2 separate regions of the Danio rerio genome follow, and region 2 is linked to region 1. A link is a contact called in public Hi-C data. All regions are on one chromosome and are shown on one strand. The core of a region is the stretch at or near the end of the contact, and the rest is flanking DNA. Distances in the headings are between cores, read along the strand shown. Region 1 holds the start of polr2eb (RNA polymerase II, I and III subunit E, b). Region 2 holds the start of sbno2b (strawberry notch homolog 2b).

Evidence for each region. A called contact is a pair of places that touch in the nucleus more often than the background predicts.
Region 2: a contact with region 1 is called in a Hi-C map of hematopoietic stem cells, with 3 times the contacts expected there. The contact joins the promoter of sbno2b here to the promoter of polr2eb in region 1. A contact is called at or near these places in 2 of 18 Hi-C or Micro-C datasets (caudal fin and hematopoietic stem cells).

The regions. Positions count from the first base shown.
Region 1 is chr22:17,298,199-17,303,472 of GRCz12tu, forward strand. It overlaps polr2eb (RNA polymerase II, I and III subunit E, b), which reads left to right and starts at 2,372. Exons shown (of 8, transcript NM_001003564.2): 1 at 2,372-2,519; 2 at 2,681-2,855; 3 at 3,232-3,347; 4 at 3,441-3,521; 5 at 4,678-4,736; 6 at 4,883-4,961; 7 at 5,043-5,113. The coding sequence starts at 2,463. The coding sequence ends at 5,108. It overlaps im:7147916, which reads left to right. Exons shown (of 1, transcript XM_073936813.1): 1 at 1-1,593. The coding sequence ends at 392.
Region 2 is chr22:17,471,795-17,477,068 of GRCz12tu, forward strand. sbno2b (strawberry notch homolog 2b) reads right to left here and starts at 3,192. Exons shown (of 32, transcript NM_001423267.1): 1 at 2,995-3,192.

The sequences.
Region 1 (5,274 bases), core at 1,122-3,621:
AGCTTTCTAGGACTCTTAGTGTTTCAAACAGGCAAGATGATGAAATGAACACATTGAGTGTTACATCTGTTGAGAACGACATTGAGAATAGTTGCGAGACTGAAATTCAGCAAGATGTTTCCTCCTTGGAGGAAGATGATGATGTGGCAGTACAGCCTGATGAGTTGAGTGTTGAAGAGCGTGATTGTGTTGTTGGCTTAAGAAGGTCTAAGAGGGAAAAGAAACCCCCAAATAAATTAAATGATTACGTTGGGTGGAAAGCACAATGCAAGAGGCAGGGTGTTACTCTGGAAAATCAATCCAGTCAATTAAGTCAAGTACTTGAGATGATGCAACAACAGATGCGAGTGCAGCTAACACAAAGCGAATTGTTGTTTAGCCTTATAGGTTAGCTTATTAAGTGCCTGATGAGGACATCAGAGTTTTGAGCAGGGGAGGATGTAACCCACTCAAATTTTTGAGTGTTAAATATTGTTTTATTTTGACATGTAATTAAGAGTTTCTTAATTAATTTTTTTTATTTGTCAGAATATATGTATTTATGTTTTATTTTCTTACCTTACCTAATGCACAACAATTGGGCATTTAAAAAAAATTTATAGATGTATAAATTTACATTCAGAAGTTAATTTCTAAAAACCGGAATTGAGGTCAAGGGTGACTGACGTCACTTGTACGCCAGCTTGTGGTGAAGACAGGAGAGACACGTTTTGGCTGTCTTCTAATTTAATCCATCCTGCCAATTCTGCATAAAATTAATGTCCCAAATTGTTTTGCTGCATTAGGTAAGTTATATACATTCGGATTTCCTGCATATTTATTTTACTTTTCGATTTGTTTAGCTATATTGTATAGATGATGCATACTGTTCATGGATCGCTGTAAATGTACAAGTTTACCGTGTTCAATGTGTTTTACTCTGTTTTATATGTATATATTTTGAACATATTGTGAACTATTTTGTGAAAATGCTCTTAGTTGAAGTTAGCAATGTTATGTGAAGTTGTGAAGTTATATGAAGAGGGTGACTGACGTCACTTGTACGCCAGCTTGTGGTGAAGACAGGAGAGACACGTTTTGGCTGTCTTCTAATTTAATCCATCCTGCCAATTCTGCATAAAATTAATGTCCCAAATTGTTTTGCTGCATTAGCTAACTGACACTGGACTGTTCCATCGCGCCGCGGCCGCATTGGACTCGTGCAGGCAAGGGGAGTGGCTCGTTACATTCACTCCGTGAGGATTTCTCCCAATTTGGATGGACGCATGTCATCACTCAATCGTCAAGGATTTTCGTAGGAAACACATACACTGATTCACAGTCATTGAACTACGTTTTACATTACATTCAGGACTTTGAAGTTTCATATATATAAATATATGTTGAAATTGGGACGTTTAGACAACTGAAACTGTATTTTCCTACTTCTGTATAGTTTTATTTTTTTTTCAAAAAGGGCTGAATTGCTGTCAACATATTGTATTTTATTTATTTAATTTTGTTTGTTTTGAATACATGAGTATGTTTTTATAAGGGCTGAAAAGCAGTTCAGATACAGACCAGAAAATTTGCAATACAGCAAACTCAAAAGTATTTTCTTGTGTTTGGGTTTTTTTATTTTTTTTTATTTGAGCAGTTGGAGATTATAGTATTAATAATATGTAAAATTTGACCACACCATTCAATAATATATTGTGTCGTTAAGTTGAGATATCCCGAACCCGAGATTTCAAGTAAATTGTGTTGAAATTTCATATATACTTTAGAAAGCTCAGACCCAGTAGATAATTTTCCCCTTTTCAGTAAATCAATTTCATAGGTGGGTTACAATAAGACAAAATTAATGATCGTTATCCTTTTGTAAACCCTTTTTCAAAACAATTTATTAATTGTTCTAATCGATTTTGTTAACTTTTGAACACAAGCAGACATAACGTTACAATAAATGTAATTGACGTAAATCTACTCAATCAAAATCCTCTGGAATAATTGCTAATGTATTTTTTTAACCCTGTAACATTTCCTAAAACGCTGGGGACGACGCTCTATGGTCAAAATGAATCACTGAATCGCCTTGACACCGGATATTTGAACTGTTCGATTGAATCTATATTCAAACGATTCAAACCCTACGCACTTCTCAAATGCTATACAACTCTCTTTCCTTCCTTGTTCGTTTACATAAAACAAAATCAGTATTTAAAGAAAGCAATAGCTGTGATATTGCTTAGAAGTTGTGATACTTCTAAGCAACGCGCACTGTTTTTTGTACGAAATAAAGCTGCGCATTGTTTTTTTTTTTTTTTTTTTTTTTAAAGCTGCGCATTGTATCTACGCTGTGGCGTAACGTCTGACGTCATTTACTCGCGCCAGCAACGGGAAACAAACGTGGAGAAGAAGCATCACATTAGCGGATTGTTTTGATCGTCAAAATTTGGTATTAATCATATTTATAGCGCAGTATGGATGACGAGGAAGAGACATACAGACTATGGAAAATTAGAAAAACTATAATGCAGGTAAAGAAAGACATATATGCTTTATTTATAACGTTTCGCACAGTTTAGTGATGCTTGTTCCGGTTTACTATTGAATGGATTTCATGTCTTTTATAAAACCATACACATTTAAATAACAGAAATAACATGATGTAATAACAATGTTGATATTTAACCAACAGCTTTGTCACGATCGCGGATATTTGGTGACGCAGGATGAATTGGACCAGACTCTTGATGAATTCAGGAGTCAGTTTGGAGATAAACCGAGCGAGGGTCGACCACGACGAAATGACCTGACAGTCCTGGTGGCCCACAATGACGACCCGACCGACCAGATGTTTGTGTTCTTCCCGGGTATGTTTTATTCCGCAGCAGCCCTATTTATTTAACTAGTCCGAGATAACAAGGAGTGGTTATTAGGTGAAGTTGGTTTTATATTCGGACAATCTCCTTAATAATATAATTTCAGAAAAGTATTCTATGCTAATTCTAAACAGGGAAATCATATTAGCAGCCAGCTACTATCAAATACATCACTGTTAATTAAATAGTCAAATAGGGCTAATGTTGTTTTAAAGTCATACTTCCATGCGATTGCAGACTGAATATTCAAAGCATCATGGTAAAAATGGACAAACGTGAAACCAGCTTTACCTCAGTGGAGTGGTTGATCAATTTTGTATTTACGTTAAAGAGTTTAAATATATTGAAACTTCAATTTTGCTTTCAGAGGAACCAAAGGTTGGCATCAAAACCATAAAGATGTATTGCCAGCGCATGCAGGAGGAAAACATCACCCGCGCCATCATTGTAGTACAGATGGGCATGACACCCTCCGCCAAACAGGTGCAACTCGCACATTTACTAATGTTTACAGTTCTAATGTCGAGCACTTTACAAGATAAATACGTTTTTTTATCTCTCTCTGTCACATTTCAGTCTCTGGTCGACATGGCACCAAAGTACATACTGGAGCAGTTTCTTCAGCAGGAGCTTCTAATCAACATTACAGAACACGAGGTGAGGAGACTTAAAGTTATAGCTCACCCAAAAAGTGAAAATTCTGTCATCATGTACTCACCCTTGTTCCAAAACTGTTTGAGTTTATTTCTTCTGTTGACAACAATGTTGGAAAGCAGCAGCCATTGACCTGCTGTAGTATTTTTGTTCCCGTTAAGGAAGTCAATGGCTGCACGGTTTTTAATTCACTGGTGGAAAAAAGCACCTTAATGTTGTATCACTTACTGTTAGTCCAAAATCACATTCGGAGAACTATTATATTTTTAGCTGATGAACAATAAAAAAATCCACAGCCAATCAGAATCTCCTAACTTAAAAAGCCAGTTTACACAGAAATAACTCTTCTGACATCATTTAATCTCCGTCCACTAGTTTCTAGCGTTGAAGTTTCTTTCTTCTTTTGAACACAATGGGCTATATGCACACAGACTTTTAATATGGTTTCCGGTGCCTTATATATATATATATATATATATATATATATATATATATATATATATATATATATATATATATATATATATATATATATATATATATATACACACACACACACATACATGATATAAAGTGCTATAAAGCGGTGTGTTAAATTATTTTACCTCAGTATTTTGAATGGAGTTTCTGCGCTAGCCTGCTGCCATTGACAGCGCTAGCAGTTACACAGTCTATTATCTCATTTTATGCTTGAACTACTAAATGAATGCTTAAGTTTATTTAAGGGATTGTATTTCAATTACATTACGATGTTGTAAAAGCAACCTTATAAATAGTCACAAAAACCTTTTACTGTTGGTTTAAAAACACTAGCTGTTCATATTGCCCATTGAAGAATGATCCATTGAATTCCACTGTATAATTTGGTTCTTTGTGAAGAAAATCTTGTTTCTCTTGATCAGAGATGCCCAAACTCAGTCTTAGATGGTTTAGATCCAACTTGCTTCTGCACTCATGCCTGGAAGTTTCTAGTAGAGCTAGTAAGAGCTCGATTAGCTGGTTCAGGGGTTGGAGCCAAACTCTGCAGTGCCGAGTTTGGGCACCTTTTTTTTTCTTGATAATTAATATATTCATCATTTTTGTTTTGAGCACTTTTTTAAGATGCTTAACACTTTTATCTAATTATCCTTTGCAATAACTATGGTTTCATGTATTTCAGCTTGTTCCAGAGCACATAGTTATGACAAAAGAAGAAGTGACTGAGTTGCTGGCGCGGTAGTATCCTTTCATGAAAGATGCTTAAGTTTACAGCAGTGTTATTTTCATATTTCTATGGTTTAGCTCAACTTTGTGTATTATATATGTTTAACTCCAGTTGGATAGTTCACAGTACATGTAGGTCACCTTAACCAGCGCTTCTCCAGTAAGCTAAAGGAAAGCCAACTTCCCAGAATTCAAGCTGGGGATCCCGTTGCACGTTACTTTGGCTTAAAAAGAGGCCAGGTAGGAAATCAGCCCAATTTTTAGCTCATTTTGATTGACCGCAATCAGCTGATAGTTTGTGAATTTGTGTGTGTTTTTCAGGTTGTTAAGATCATCAGACCGAGTGAAACGGCTGGCCGATACATCACATACAGATTGGTCCAGTAATGTTGGTGAGCTCTTGTCTTTTATTAACCTTTAAATAAAGCGCTTCACTTTTTCCACATCTTTCTATGTTACAGCCTTATTCCAAAATGGGTTAAATTCATTTTTTCCATCCTCTACACACAGCACCCCACAATGACAGTGTGAAAAAAGATTTTATTGAAAATAA
Region 2 (5,274 bases), core at 1,942-4,441, 170 kb after region 1:
TCATTTATTGTAATTATATATTTATTATTTAAATGCTTATAGTTTTTAAACTGCAATTACCTAAACATTTGTGTCTTGATTCTTTTGCAAGATCACTGTTCAAATTTAGAAGTCAACAAGAATTCAGAAAGTTATGAAAAAAATATATTGCATTTTAATTTTGTTCCATTTCTGACTGAACTAATTCTATTTATTGTAATTATATATTAATTATTTAAAATGCTTATATATTTTTTTTAATTAACTGTAATTACTTAATATATATTTGTGTCTATTTCTTTAGAAGAATACTGTTTAAATTTAATGTCAAAAAGAATGCACCAAGTTATGAAAAAATATATCTATTGTAAAATAATTAGTCAGTCTTGCTAAATGACGTATACTGTCATTTAAAAAAAACTATTTCATGTGATAATCATCTAATCTTACTGCAATAATTTATATATATGACCAAACAATAAAATACAGAAGTAACTGCGCATCAGTTCCACATCATTAGAAAAATGCAAAAATTATTTTATTTTAGGAGCGTTTTTTGTGTATTCTTTAAAGGGAAAGTTTGTGAAGAAGCTAAAATGCATAATTTACTAACGAAGATAAAAAAAAAATTATAACACTTTGAGTAACAATTAACACCATTTACTACTGGTTTATTATCTGCCCGTTATTAAGACATTAACTGTTATTAAAGTTTAATCTTCTTTTACATCCCTAATCACTAAACACAACTACTACCTTATTATTAACAAATAAGTATCCGCTAATTATTGAGCTAAAATTCTTCATTAATGGTTCATTAATTGTATAAACTTTTTCATTAAAATAAAGTGCAACCAACATTTTAAATCAACACATCTAAAAATAATAATAACATATTTTGATTTTGCGAAGAAGCTTAAAAGAATTTGCTCACTACAGCATTGTAAACTCAATAATAAACTGTTCAAAAGTATTATAATTTAAACTTTTAAAAGCTAAAATGCTTGAGAAAATGCTAAACTAATACAATTATTATGATTTTTAATAAGAATATTTAAATTATTCTTTCATTTTAAACCTTTAAAGCTAAAATGGTATAGAAGAGGCTAAACTATTAAAATTATTATGATTTTTAATAAGAATATTTAAATGAATTTTTAATATCACATTTTAAAAAGCTAAAATGTTTGCCCAAAATATTAACATGAGCAATTTGCTAAACTGTGATAACATTTTCAAGTCTATAAGTCAAAAGGAAAGTTAATCCGTTGAACTTTTAGAAGCTAAAATGCACTGCAAAAATGCTGGGTTCCACACAATTCATTCATGTTGCCCCATCACTAATCAATTAAGTTAACTTAATAGTTTTTACAAATTTAAAAAAAATTGAACACAAAACAATGAAGTTGTTGGTGTTATGTTTTACTTATTTTAAATAAATAGTTTGAACAAGCAACAAAAGCCAATTTTTAAGTGTGATTAACCCAATTCTTAGGATTCAATTTTAAAATCAATAAATTTTATAATAAAAATAATATATTTCAAACTAGTTTAATACCTATAATGATCTAGCAATTAAATGCAATAAAAGCATAACATTATTTTACATTTGGCTTTTAAGTATGGTTTAACTCCTAGCTAAACTGGTGCATGATCGTAAAAAAAATATCTACAAAAAAAATAAATAATAATAAATTAGTTTCAGTTTCAGTTCAACTGAACTTGTTTATAAACCAAATTCCTTTGAACACCAGATACACTCAAATCTGTCACACAAAACTTCTCCAGCTTCAGTTTTAGTCACTATTTTGAGTACATTTTTGTTGTGCATTTTATACATATATTACATTCTGTTACTACAAAAATGAAACAGCCAAACTCCCTTTGTTTTTCTCCATATGTAGCCGTCTAGACCAAGTGATGTCAACTTGCGTCACCCATTTGGAGAACAAGAGCCTCTAATTGAGCCTTTCTACCCTCTGCTGCCAATGAAAGAAGAGAGAAGTTTGCGTGACTTCTGTACCCACACAATCCACTGTGTACATTGTCATATCTGAACAACGAGGCTGATATCACCTGATTAAATACAGGATTAAACATTATTACTTCTCCATTAGATTTAAATAGGAACGGATGTCAAGAACTGCGGTCCAGCAAAATCATCCTCCCACTTCATCATTTTCCATGGAAGTATCTGTTTGCATCAAAGCAATTCTGTGTAAATACTGTAATTCCTACGAACATCTGTGTCATTTGAAAGTGAAAGACTTTCAACTACGGGAAAATTATCCCAATAAGTCCCAGTAAGCTCTTGATTTATTAGTGCTGTATCTTTTCTTTCTTTCTTTCTTTCTGAAAAATCACTTGGATACCAAATTAAATAACAACAGGACAATATATTTTACAGCAATATATGAGTTCAGACAAGCTCAACTCAAGCCTGAAGTGTTTACACTGTCACTCATCCCTTATTAATAAACCTAATTCATAGAATAAATTAGATGTGACACATATATTATTATTATGTTTACACAATGCATTAGAGATCCATTTAACATACTGACAAGAAATGTCACCTAGAACAAATACAGAAATGAAAACAGAAACTGAAATTAAAATATGTGCTCTTATGACTTGCATTTTAACATATACACACTCAAATAGTGTTTTTCTTGTTTACAACCTGTGGTATTTGACAAATACGTCGTGTTACAGTACTTTTATGTCTCTCACAAAACTTTCCTTGACTTGAACCAATTTTGACTTTATACATAGTATTCTGCATTGAAAATAACGAGATATTTCAACTTATAACTTTTTGAAACCTTCATGAAATAAACTATCACTTTAAAATGTCATTAAACGTATAATAATTGGGCGTCTTGTCAACTGACAATACAACTTACCTTCACAAACTGCGCTACTCGGCCGCACCGCGCATGCGCCACACAGTTGAGACGCCGGCACACAAACAACTCTAGAAACTGACAGGAACACGACTTCAGACTGACTTACTTGACTAAAAGCGGCTCTTGAATATATTTCCCTCGTCTTTTCCCTTGTTTGACGCCTTGGGACTCGTAACAAAAAGAATATTCCTGGTCTTCTGATCTCAACTCGTCACACTTGAAGCCATGTTGAAGTGAAAACCGATACTTCCGCGGCTGACTTTTCTGACACGTCTGACTGCACTCGCGTCAAAGTCAAGTTGCGTATTCAACGCGACGCGTCTGGCAGTGGTTATACGTCACCAGCCAGTTACCAATCACATACGACGTTCTCGTTGCCGCGTAAAGTCATTGGTGGATTGTCATAGCGTCGCGTTTGTGTCGCGTCTCACCCGCGCCGTACATGAAGTAATCCATTCTGTTGTATGAAAACAAAGTATGATATAACAAATAGTCTTGGTTTTATAGTGAAATTGTATTAATGGAACATGTCTGAAACCACTTCACGGAGGTTTAACGTGTATTTGAGGTTGTTTTCTAATGTTTCGGTATCTCTCAATAATTTCTTAGTTTGTTGCGTCACCTAGTGAACACAATGTGAAGCTACGTCACTGCTAGCTCAGGTCATCCCATTAATGAGGTCATCCAAGGTTTAGGTGACCTTTACCTTCAGTGGTGCATTAAAAATCTTTTAGTAGCCTAAACATTTTACTTAAAAAAAATTCAATGTAGCCTAAACTATTCCCTTTAATGTGCATTCACTACCAGATGTACTAGCATTTATTAGCCTATTATTACAATATTTGGTTTGTTTTGTAATAATAGGCTAATAAAATAATAATAAAACATTATGTAGGAGCAATGTGCAAAAGCTCAGTGTAGCCTGGACTGTGCCTTTAATCTGGGGTGAACTTACCAATGAACCAATAAGCGAGGTAAGCAGCCGCTTAGGGCCCCAGGGAATTAGGGGGCCCTGACCAATAACAGGAAGCCTATATTAATCATATAGCTCTTTTAAATGCTGTAAAATATGTCTAAAAGCATAAAGATTTTAACGTTATTCTTATTTTCAACATTCTTTTTTAAACACCTGTCAGAAGATGAGAACGTTGGGCTTGTTAAGAGAAGACCTGCTCAAATAACAGATAATTCCCCAGAGATCAGTGACGGTTGCCAATTCACAAAATGCAGTTATTCAGTTCATATGAAAAATGGCAAAAATATTTAGGGTGATTGATTGGGAATTAAATTTGATTTCATGTTTCGTTAGATAATACAGCAGTTTCAAGAAAAAAAAAAATCTACACACAAATATTGAAATCTAATCACAAATATGGCTAATTAACTTTAAAGTTAGTTTATGAACTTGTTTTTTTTATTTGTGAATTTAGTGTATTTAATTTTACATTAAGAAGATAAAGGTTCCACTTTAAATATATTTTAAATGTACAGTTTATTTACAACCACAACAACAAACTAAAGAAAAAGAGAATGATTTGAGTTTCAATGCTAAACCCCCCTATAACTGGACTTGCCTAGGACCCTCAAATCCCCTAGTCCGCCTCTACCTTTAATGTGCATTTACTATAAAATGTATTAGCATTTATTAATTTATTACAAAACATTATTAAAAATGGTTTTGTAATAATTGTCTAATAAAATAATAATAAAACATTATGTAGGAGCAATATGCAAAACCTCAGTGTAGCCTAGACTGTCCTTTTAATGTGCATTCACTACCAAGTATATCAGCATTTATTAGCCTATTATTACAAAACCATGTTTTGTTTTGTATATTCTACTAAAACATCATCTAGTAAAATAGTCATCTGTAAAAATAGTCTAATATATGCTAATACATTTGGTAGTAAATGCACATTGTAAATGGACAGTTTACCCCCAAAATAAAAGTTCTGCCATCATTTACTTACCCTTCACCACTTCACTTTTGAAAAATGCTGGTTGCTTATAATTATTAACTTACATTGTATTTTTATTTAATTTTTTTTGTGCCAGCAACCAGCAATCTTAAAAGTATCTTTTTTGTGTTCAAAGATGTATTAATTTTGCTATATAATAATAGGCTAATAAATGCTAAAACATTTAGTAGTAAATGCATATGAAATGCACAGTCCCCCCCCCCCCCCGAAAAAAAAATAAAATAAATAAATAAATAAATAAATAAATAAAATAAAAAGAAAGTTCTTCCATTATTCACTCACCCTTCACAAGTTAAACCACAAAAGTAGAGATTTTGAAAAGATCCTGGTAGCTGGTAATTATTAAGTTCCATAGTAGTTTCTTTGGTGCCAGCGACCAACATTCTTCAAAGTGTTTTCTTTTATGT